3 separate regions of the Mus musculus genome follow, and regions 1 and 3 are each linked to region 2. The links are chromatin contacts, called in public HiChIP or PLAC-seq maps. All regions are on one chromosome and are shown on one strand. Each heading gives the region's core, a stretch centred on a gene start, on an enhancer-like site or on the middle of the called end of the contact. The rest is flanking DNA. Distances are from core to core; before and after follow the strand shown.

Region 1 (3,626 bases), core at 818-3,317, 120 kb after region 2:
ATGGATTCTGACCAAAAGTGGCCAGATGACAGTGAATTAGACAACCATGAACTAGAGCTGTCCGGCGAGGAGTACTGGCTCGAAACACCAACGCTTCTAAGTCTCCCTCCACTCTTGCTTGGCTGTAGCAGCCTAGCACAAGGGACCACTCAACCTAGACTTGGGATGAGGTGAGGGTAAATCCACTCAAAACAAAGTTCAAAACAGACAGAGACTCCTTCGCACTGTGACTTTACCTTTCACAATTATCTTTCATTTCAGCCAAGGAGAGAACACTTAATTAATCCTCGCTCTACTTAATCGTTACCCTCCATTCTTTTGCATATATATTTTGGCACAGAGGGTTGGCTTGCTTATTCTCTTTCTCATTGGGGATGTTCACTATTCTTTTTCTTTGAGCCTCCTGACAACTAGCAGAAATAAAAAGGAAGCTCTGACCACGGAAAAAGCAAAGCTAGGTAAAGTCCTTTCCTGGCTGCAACTCCACACCCTAGGTCCTGCATTTTAGACCCAGGGGATCTGGGCCCCCTGGACCATGAACTAACTAGACAGGTCTTTGTTCCACGCTGAGACAGAATTCAGTAGTAGGTAAAGCCAATCAACGATCATTAGAAAATGATTGGGGAAGGGTACATTTTTACTGCCCCACACTTTTCTTCAATAACCGGAGCCTAGGACAAACATCATTATACTGGAGCTAAAGCCTTACATTCCCAATTCTTTAGGGGGTGGTGGGGTAGTTCCTTGGTAAGCATGGAAGTCAGCTTGCATTGCACTGCAATGTTGCCCGTGTCCGACAGGTTGGGCAGGCTGTCTCAATAAGAATCTACTAAGAAAGAGTGAATCCAAAGCTAGAGGGTCTCTGTCTCAGCTGCAGATTAAGTCTTACAAGGTCAGAGCCACCAAAGGGAAAGGCCCCAGAGTTCTACTTGTCTTCACCACTTTCCACTTCTACAGACCCCTCTGTCAAATGTTCAGAAACCCATCAGACCCAGAGATCTGGGTTGAAAGTCACTGCAGATCTTCCTAGCCACCCCCCCTCCCCCCGCCTGCCGTGGTATGGAAAGGTTTAAAGGCCAGAACCACCTACTCAGACAAACAGCTCATGGAAGCCTTCCACTTACTTCTCATAGCGCTGATAAGCGCGCTGCCGTCTTTGATCACGTCTTTGATGAATTTATTGGTCCTCTCCAGCTCCTCTTCATAATACTTGAGCCTCTGGCGGAAATCGGGGCTGTCGAGGTAGCAGTCGCTGAACTCCAGCGGGGGATGCCCCATGATTAGGATAGCGGAGGGGCTAGGGATTAGAGACAAAGAGCGAGAGCATCAGTGGCATAATCGGCAGAATAGACCCAGTCAGTGGCTTGTGTTCAGGAGCCACTTCTAGCGACTCTTAGCCTCACTCCCTTTGGAAGGCAGGTACCTGTTCCAATGAAACTCTTGGGAGCGCCCGCTGGTGTGTAGCTGGAGCGCGTAGTCCGGTGGTGGCTGCGGGTGACCAGGAGTGCTTACCAACGTCTTCTGACGCCGGCAGGGTGCAGCCTAGGGAGCAGCACGCCCCCTGGTCATCGTCTCCCCAAAGCACAACGCTGTGTCCCGGGCGTCCCAGGGTAGAGGCGGGGAGAGCACGGGCGCGGGGGCCGCCTCTTTGCGCTCCCAAGCCAGCCTAAGGCTTCCTTCCCCGGCTCCCCAAGAGAGGCAGACTGTGCCTCCCCTCCCCCTTCTTAAAGCCAATGCCACCTTTTCACGCTGGCCGAGCCCTAACCCCAAGACCGAACGAGAGCACAGGATCCCTTTGGATGTCTTCCTCGGGTCTTCAGGGCTCGTCGCCCACAACTCGGAAGCTGCAGAGACCGCCTACTGGTTCCCGGGAGCCATCGTGATGTGGGGTTTGGCACTTAGAGAGTTAAGCCCGGCGGCAAGGAAACGTTGCTTTCCTCCAACAACACAGCAGCAGGCAGCGGGAAGAGGAGGGCGACAACGCTACGCACAATAGCTGTGGTAGCCCGGCGCTTCCCTACGGAAACTGGGGAGCAGTCAGCGCCCTAGGACTCCATCTGGAAAGCGTGGCGGCCTGGGATATGTAGTCTTTCCGTTCTCTCGTCCCATGACTCCACCCTGCGGTCTCCCACCAACCCTCCAGGGTGGCCGCTCTCCTAGTTCTACTTCCCTAAGCCGGCCCCAGGCACAACAATCCTAGAGAGGCAGGTGTACCGCCCAGGCCCCCGAGGATGCGTGCAAAGTTTCCATAAATGTAGCAAAACCCAAAAGGATGGATAATGGGAGGCTGTCTCTCACGAGTGCTCGGTTGGATAGTCCTCTTTTTTTTCTTTCCTCTTTCACCCTTCCTCTGACCCACCAACTCTTTTCCTCCTTTTTCTGTGTCTCCTAGTACAAGACACTAATTTTCACGGGGTTTGGTGCCTACTGTAGCATCTCTTCTAGGCCCAGAAACCTCTGGTGAAGAAACAGAGGGTGGATTTGAACATGTTCCTGAGTAGGGAGGGCCTCACAGAGTGGTTTCTGTGACCCAAATCAATGGTCAGGCTAATAACTACAGCATGTGATTTGCTGTCTGTTAATGGAGAACCTAAAATGAAGTTACTATAAATTGTCTTTCTGTTTATCCAAAAGGCCTTTTGTTCATTGTCTATTGTAGGAGAACCTGGACTGCTTATAAAGACAGCTCTCAAATTAAGAGTGGCTGCAGTTAGGCAAACTATATTTGCAGCAGTGTTTACATTAAATTATATCAGTAAAAGCAAGAAGAAAAAATGGGAAATACAGTAATAATAGCTAAGCTACCTGTGTTGATGTCTGGTTGCTTCTGTAACTGATTGATTACCTCCAACTGGGTGGCTTTTTTTTTTTTTTTTTTTTTTGGTTTTCTCAGACAGGGTTTCTCTGTGTAGCCCTGGCTGTCCTGGAACTCACTCGGTAGTGTCCAGGCTGGCCTCAAACTCAGAAATCCGCCTGCCTCTGCCTCCTAAGTGTTGGGATTAAAGGCATGTGCCAACACTGCCTGGCCAAAATTGCTGTGTTTGTAATTTTTTTTTTTTTTTTTGAGACAGGGTTTCTCTGTATAGTCCTGGCTGTCCTGGAACTCACTTTGTTGACCAGACTGGCCTCAAACTTAGAAATCCACCTGCCTCTGCCTCCCAAGTGCTGGAGTTAAAGGCATGCGCCACCACTGCCCGGCCAAAATTGCTGTGTTTTTACTTTTTTTTTTTTTTTTTTTGAGACAGGGTTTCTCTGTATAGCCTAGCTGTCCTGGAACTCACTTTGTAGACCAGACTGGCCTCAAACTTAGAAATCCACCTGCCTCTGCCTCCCAAGTGCTGGGATTAAAGGCGTGCACCACCACCGCCCTGCTCTGGGTGGCTTAAATTAACACAAATGTATTATTTTAAATTGTGGGAGTGAACACTGGAAATGAACACCACTAAGCTAAAGTCAAGATGTCAGAATGTCTATGTTCTTCTGGACTCCAAGTAAAAATCCATTTCCTTGCTTTCTGTAGCTTCTAAAAGCTGCCCTCAAAGCTTTTGTCAATCTTTGAAGTCAACAATGGTTTACCAGGTCTTTTCTCATGCCACTTTAATGTTACCCTGACTCTTTTGCCTTCC
Region 2 (3,263 bases), core at 84-2,583:
CTGTAGCAGTAGTAAAACATGATCTTACTCTTTATGACATGCCTACCACTACAAGATGAGTCCTCAGACCCCCACCCCCAAATGTGTCTGGGGCATGTTACTGTTTTGAACAAATCAACCAGAAATAACACTAAGTGACTTCTAAGTTTAGGTCATAACTGTTTAGCAATTCTCTTGGAAGTCTGACTCTGCACACTTCTTATGCAAGATATGAGGTGGTATTGTTAAAAAAAAAAAAAGTGAGTAGCCCTGAGACTAAAAGTCAGATTAAAAGTCTGCTCAATGCAGACATTCTGGTCAATTTTTCCTACCAGCAGAACCCAGGCTTCCAAGCTTGCCAGGAACACCATTTCAAACTGCTAAAATGAGCCATGTGTTCAGTGAGTGTTACTACATGGCAAAGAAGAGATACTCAATGGTCCCTGCCTAACAAATTGCCTATAATTAAGCAATTTTACTATAAGCCATTAGGTTTTAGAATAGGTTTTCATAAAGCAACTAGCTCCAAACTCACAGAAAAATGTGACTGTGAAACACCGAGGAAGCCTTGACTTTGAACAGAAGAAAACATGCCACTGATAGCGATTATTTGTACAGATGCCCAGTTGGGCCAATATATTCAGATGGACCCTGGAGGACACAGTTACCAGTTTTTCATGTTCAGGGAGGACTGCCCTGAACAAGCAAGTATATAAGCGGTTTCTAATAGACAATCCAGGCTAATTATGTATTTGCATATGCTTCACTGAAAGTGAATTGGCAGCAACACCCAGTCTCCCATGCCACAACAGATAAGATGAGCCTCGTCACCCAATTTTTATAACACGATTTTCTGCTAGAAAAAAAAAAAAAGCTAGGACTATGGGAACAAACCATGCTGAACCCTTGTTTCTATTACTCTTTCACCGCTAAAACCTTACATTTCTTAGAAGCTCAGCATTCACCCAAGGAATCCCTTTTAAGTAAGCTTTATCTTTATTTGCCTTTCTGACCACTGCATTAAGTTTTGTGAGCTTGCTATGGAAAAAAAAAAAAAAAACCACCACCACCACCAACTCTGTATCTCGATAGAAACACAACCACAAGAAACCACAACCTAAACCTGGAGAATCAGATTGCAACAGAATAACAACAAAATTAAAGCTGAATAATGTCTAGCTAAACAGAGATGGTATCCACTCTACTATCACGGGATTGCTCAGGAATCATTGATGGCAAACAAGCTACCAAAAATGGCTTCAAAACTACATTGTTTGCAGTGGTGTGGGCCTCTTAATGTTATTTCCATCATTCCTCAAACTTAAACTTTGTACTTTACCAACTCCATTCTGAGTAAGAAAAGCATACAGACAGGCTTCCTCATTATACAGGAAGTCTGCAACCCAGACGCTTACACACCACTTCTGAGATACTAAAGCTACCCACAACTACTTTGAAGAATACCACAGCTGGGTTCTCCACCTTTTCTCTCTTCATAGCTCCTGCCACAATTTACATTCATTTATGGAGATGACCAAGCAAGAACCATTGTCATGTTCTTGGGTCAGGAACTTCCTTATGGTTTGTTATCCAAATTAGTTTCAGATTCCAATTTTATAAAGGATGTAAAACTGTGAAACAAAAATGTGTAACAGAGAACCAAGAGGAAGAGTAAGGAAAAACACATCTCGAAAGGGATGATTCCTGTTCCAGTAGTGTAGAGCTTTGTGAACTGGCTGGTTTTGTTTCAACTTGACTGAAGCTAGAGTCATCAGATAGAAAGGAGCCTCAGTTGGGGAAAGTGTAGCCCAGTTGTAGCAGAGAACCCCAGCTGTTATTGAGATGTCAGTAACATGGGATGACCACCTAGAACAGCAGCAGCAGTGAAGTGAAGCCAGCCACAGCCTGGATGTTCTATGTACTGCAGGGGACAGAGCTGGAGATGCCCTTTGCAGGACTCCAGAATATCATGAGTGGATCCCAGACATTGGACAGTTAGAGTTTGGTTTTGCTTTGATTTGTGACTGTACCCTGATTTTTCCCTCTTGAAGTAAAGTATTAGTTATTATTATTTTTTGTTATTATTATTATTATTTTACTGGAGCCCACAACTGAGGGATTTTAAAATTTAAAAGACATTGGATTTTAAAGAAAAGTAGTATTTTTAAAGGGACTAAATTATTTTTGAGTTAAGGGGTTTTTATTAATTATTTACTTTGCATTCCAATCTCAGCCCCCCCCTTCCAGGTCTCCTCCCAGTCCCTCACTTTCTCCTCCCCTCCCCATGTGTGCCTGTCCCTTTCTCCTCAGAAAAGGAAAGGTCTCCCATGGATATCAAACTGACTTGGCACATCAAGTTGCAGTAGGATTAGGTGCATCTTCCCCTATTGAGGCTAGACAGGGCAGCCCATTTAGGGAAAAGGGATCCAAAGGCAGACAATAGAGTCAAGAGACAGGGACTGAAATTTTAATGTGTTTGATTTTGTAAAGAATGTGCGATTTTTATGTTATTTATGTTTTTAATGTAAGATCTTTGGGATCAACAAGAAAGGGTTGTTGCCTAATAGTGTTGTGTTTGTTTTGACAAGGGATCAGCTGTACTGACTGGTTTTGTATCAATTTGACACAAGCTAGAGTCATCAGAAATAAAGGAGCCTTCCTTGAGGGAGTGCCTTCTTAAGATCCAGCTGTAGGACTTTTCTTAATTAGTGATCAATGGGAGAGCGCCCAGCACACTGTGGGTGGTGTCATCCCTAGGCTGGTGATCCTGGGTTCTCTATGAAAAGCAGGCTGAACAAACCAGGGGAAGAAACCCTGTAAGAAGCACCCATCCATGACCTCTGCATCAGCTCCTACTTCCAGGTTCCTGCCTTGCTTGAGTGCCTGTCCTTATTTCCTTTGGTAATAAACAGCAATAGCAATATGGAAATGTAAGCCAAATAAACTCTTTCCTCTCCAACTTGCTTTTTGATCATGGTGCTATATCACAACAACTGAAACCCTAAGACATTTTGCTATCAAGAAGACAAAAGAGATGAGGATGTGCTAAAGTGCTAAAGAGAAAGACAAGCTGAGCTTTTTTTTTTTTTTTTTTTAGGTACAGCTGAATGAACTAGAGGTCAATGCCTCTGAGAACCACACAGGCAGTGAGCCAAAGATGTGCCATCATTAGAGAATACTCAAGTCTGCCTGAGCTAGTAAACCATCTATGAGGCTTGAGTGAAAACACTCAAACTCAAAACATTCCGGTCATTTCTTATGAGCAACCAGAGAATACGAAAAAC
Region 3 (3,462 bases), core at 611-3,110, 96 kb after region 2:
TGGCAGGATGATATTTACACTCGTGTTCCTTTGCTTGTCACTTCCTAAAAGGTACTCCGGAATTTTCAAAGAAAGATGCACACATAACTCCAGCCAAGTTACCGATACTACCCATTTAAGTTTATCACATAAATACTACCATAAATATATGTGTAAGTACTTAAATAGTTTATTAAGAATTTTTAACTCTGATGATAAAGATCAACACTTGCTTAGCATGTATACAGCTCTGAATTCGGTCCCCAGCACTGCAGACATGCATGGTGTGGGGGAAGGTTTTATTTTCAATTACATTGTCTTATACATATATTCAGTGACTGAAGTTGGCACTACAGTCTCCATGAAGTTGAGAAAATTGAGACTTTAAGAAAGTGGTAGAGAATAGGTAAGCATTCCCGTGGATAAAGTGCTTACCATGCAAACACGAAAACCTGACTTTGCATCCCCAGTATCCATGCAAAGCCTCGGCATAGTGGCACACATCTGTAACCACAGTGCTGGGGGCGGGGAGGGGAAGTGAGCCTAGCCAAATATATGAGGTTGCATCCTCACCCTCAGACAGGTCCAGGCCTACCTGGCATTTCTTAGACTCTGTCTCAAGACAGCAAAACAAAGGTTAACTCCAAACAGAAGCTTTCCCGGTTCAAGGAAAAACACTGTCTCAAAAAAAAAAAGATAGGGAACAACTGAGGGAGACTCCCGCCATCCACACACCCACAAGCACCTCTCTGAACCTCTTCTACAAGTCAGTTTTATATTCTCTCTGACCTGCTTACAAAGGAGAACCTGTGATTACTCTCTCAAGCTAAGCTTGTCCAGCTCACTTCATTTTGGTAAAGTTATCAGAAATCACATAAGTTGCCACACACTTCAAGGGAAAAAAAAATCCTCATCAAATCATCCCAAAATAATGCCACTGAAATAAAAATCATACAATCAAACACAAAGAATATATAGGAACCGAAGAAACTAAAAGGTTATTCACACCATTCCTTTTCTTCAGGCTTCAGTGAAATATTATCTAGCCAGTTGCAAACAGCCTGCCCGGGCAGTGTGCCCTGTGGTGACTTCTGTGGTTCCTGTCCCATCTCCTTCATTGCTTAGTATATTACATCATTGTTGACTATAAAGGGAGCTGCTCTCTGGCCCCTTTAATGAACAAGAAATTCACAAACTTATCAAAGAGAGAAATGAGCCCCTGTTACCTTATGACAAAGAGAGAGTGTAACATCAACACCTTGCCTTTTTCTAAGACCAGAGCTGCAGATTGCTTCTATATCACCTCAACTGAAAAGTTCATCTCAGAGCTCAAAGTTCCAAAGCAATAGATACACACAAAAGGACCTTCATAAATGATCCAAAATACCCAAAGATAGAACATAATAGGCAAGAGGACTGGAAATTTGAGATGAGCCTAGACAACATAACTAAACTATGTCCAAACTGGAGGAGAGGGGAGGGGAGGGGAGGGGAGGGGAGGGGAGGGGAGGGGAGGGGAGGGGAGGGGAAGAGAAGGGAAGAGAAGGGAAGAGAAGGGAAGAGAAGGGAAGAGAAGGGAAGAGAAGGGAAGAGAAGGGAAGGGAAGGGAAGAGAAGGGAAGGGAAGGGAAGGGAAGGGAAGGGAAGGGAAGAGAAGAGAACTTTATACTAGAGAACCATTGAACTATTGTGATTTTGAGTGGGCATTTGAGAAAGCAAAACTCCTAGATCAGAACTGAGAACTGACACTGTGTTATACCCCAGGGTGGGAACTAAGAAAACAACCCTTTGCCCATTCAAGTGGCAAGTTACCTCAGAGTGCCATCTGGATACCAAGCATTCATAAAGTATGAGGAAGTAGGCTATTTCCAGAAGCACTTCCTTGCACACCTCACTACACAAGCCCAGCCAACACCAGACACAGTCAAGGAATGAGATGCCTTGCCAGAGCCAACCACAGCCAATCAACATTGCTCTGTTTATTTCAGTCTTGTGAGTGCTACTGTTTCCCGGATTCAATGAACTAATTCTGCCATCTGCCACACCAACCATTGAATATCTCAAATCAAAGGGGTGGGCTTATGCATTATGATTATGTTCTTGAAAAAGTAGATATTATTATAAAAATGAGTGTTGGGTAAGATGCTGACCCCTGCTTTAGTACAAAGAGAGACAAAAGACCTCCAGAAAAGAAAATGGCTACTCTTTACCCCATCTTCCTTTAGTTCTAGAACTTTCAATAAAGAGCAAACGAGGAATGATGCAAGACTACAGAGTTTCCCTCCACCAATTATCTTCAAAGAAAAACTTTACAGAGCATTTCAAAGCTAATGACAGCAGTGGTACATTTCTCTTTTTTTTGCCAGGAGGATGGGAGAATTTTTCATTAACATTTTTTCTAGATTTTTGTCTTGTTTGGGGACAGAGTCTTGCTACATAGTGTTGGCTGGACTGGAACTCACTATGTAGCCCAGACTGGCCTCCAACTTGCAGCGATCCTCTAGCCTCTCTGGTGCTAGAACTGTAGCCATGAACCACCACGCCTGGCTTTAAACACCAGGATATTAAGAAAATTGCATGCAATGGATTCAGGCATAAAAGACAAAGCACTATCATTTGTGAGAAAATTAATGGAACTGGAGGACAGACAGTATACTGCATGAAATAAGTCATGAACAGGAAAATGAACACAGCAGGTTCTTGTTTATCTGTGAAAGTTTACCTCAAAAGTTTACCTCAAACTGAAGGAGGCAGAATACTAAGTACTAGAGACTGAAAGGGGATAAGGGGAAGGAAAATGGAGGGAAATCAAATGATGGGCACCAAAATATAGACAAGAGCAATAAGTGTTGTTCTACAGCACATTAGGGTGACTAAAGTTCACAATGTAATTATATATGTTATAAAGAACTCGAGAAAGAACTTAGTGTCTACAAATATCAAACATTGTAAGACAATGAAACTTACTGTTATTTGATCAGTGTGTATTGTATCTATGGAGTGAACTATCACACTGTAGCCCATAATAGAGTTACTACATGTTAATTAAAAAGGGGAAAAAATGAACATTATGTTATTAACTCTTGCTTGGCTCATAAACGCAGATGCATGTCATGAGAAACCTGTGTAACGCAACTGATCAGAAATTTCCAGAATAGCCAGAGGCTACTGGAGGTCCACACATTACCAAGAAGAGTTAACTCCTTAAAGGACACACACACACACACACACACACACACACACACACACACTTCAAAATTCTCCCTGGAAAGAAGACCAACCAAGCAAGTGCTGCCTTGCCCAGTGGGCAACTGAATGCTTTAATCAGCCAGATCTTGCCGGACTTGTTAGACCTGACCCAAAAGCAACAATTGCCTCAGTAATGGTGCCAGGCATAGGCTAGCTAGCACAAAGCTGCCTACTGCAGTGGAAATCCCTATAATGGGGCACTGCTACAAAACCATGCCAATTATCCCCCTACTGC

Evidence for each region. HiChIP or PLAC-seq counts read pairs in DNA pulled down with a chosen protein or histone mark.
Region 1: an H3K27ac HiChIP or PLAC-seq map of microglia shows a contact between it and region 2, with 9 times the contacts expected there. The contact joins the promoter of Ophn1 here to the enhancer-like site in region 2. A contact is called at or near these places in 3 of 39 promoter capture datasets (liver and macrophages), 5 of 115 datasets of contacts at active chromatin or transcription factors (embryonic stem cells, fibro-adipogenic progenitors, microglia and 1 more) and 3 of 9 other capture datasets (adipose tissue, liver and macrophages).
Region 3: an H3K27ac HiChIP or PLAC-seq map of microglia shows a contact between it and region 2, with 9 times the contacts expected there. The contact joins two enhancer-like sites. A contact is called at or near these places in 2 of 39 promoter capture datasets (both in liver), 1 of 484 Hi-C or Micro-C datasets (LSK cells), 1 of 115 datasets of contacts at active chromatin or transcription factors (microglia) and 2 of 9 other capture datasets (adipose tissue and liver).

What each region holds. Positions count from the first base shown.
Region 1 is chrX:98,888,958-98,892,583 of GRCm38.p6, forward strand. It overlaps Ophn1 (oligophrenin 1), which reads right to left and starts at 2,068. Exons shown (of 25, transcript NM_052976.4): 1 at 1,424-2,068; 2 at 1,125-1,297. The coding sequence starts at 1,278.
Region 2 is chrX:98,773,363-98,776,625 of GRCm38.p6, forward strand. The region is part of intron 4 of Ophn1 (oligophrenin 1); the gene reads right to left. Among named protein-coding and RNA genes, the nearest start is that of Gm26000, 40 kb to the right of the region's middle. Within about 2 kb of position 1,334, at least 13 of the 459 cell types and tissues checked have an H3K27ac peak or open chromatin away from gene starts, as enhancers often do. A contact at or near this core is called in microglia, where this site is marked.
Region 3 is chrX:98,868,866-98,872,327 of GRCm38.p6, forward strand. The region is part of intron 2 of Ophn1 (oligophrenin 1); the gene reads right to left. Among named protein-coding and RNA genes, the nearest start is that of Ophn1, 20 kb to the right of the region's middle. Within about 2 kb of position 1,861, at least 17 of the 459 cell types and tissues checked have an H3K27ac peak or open chromatin away from gene starts, as enhancers often do. A contact at or near this core is called in microglia, where this site is marked.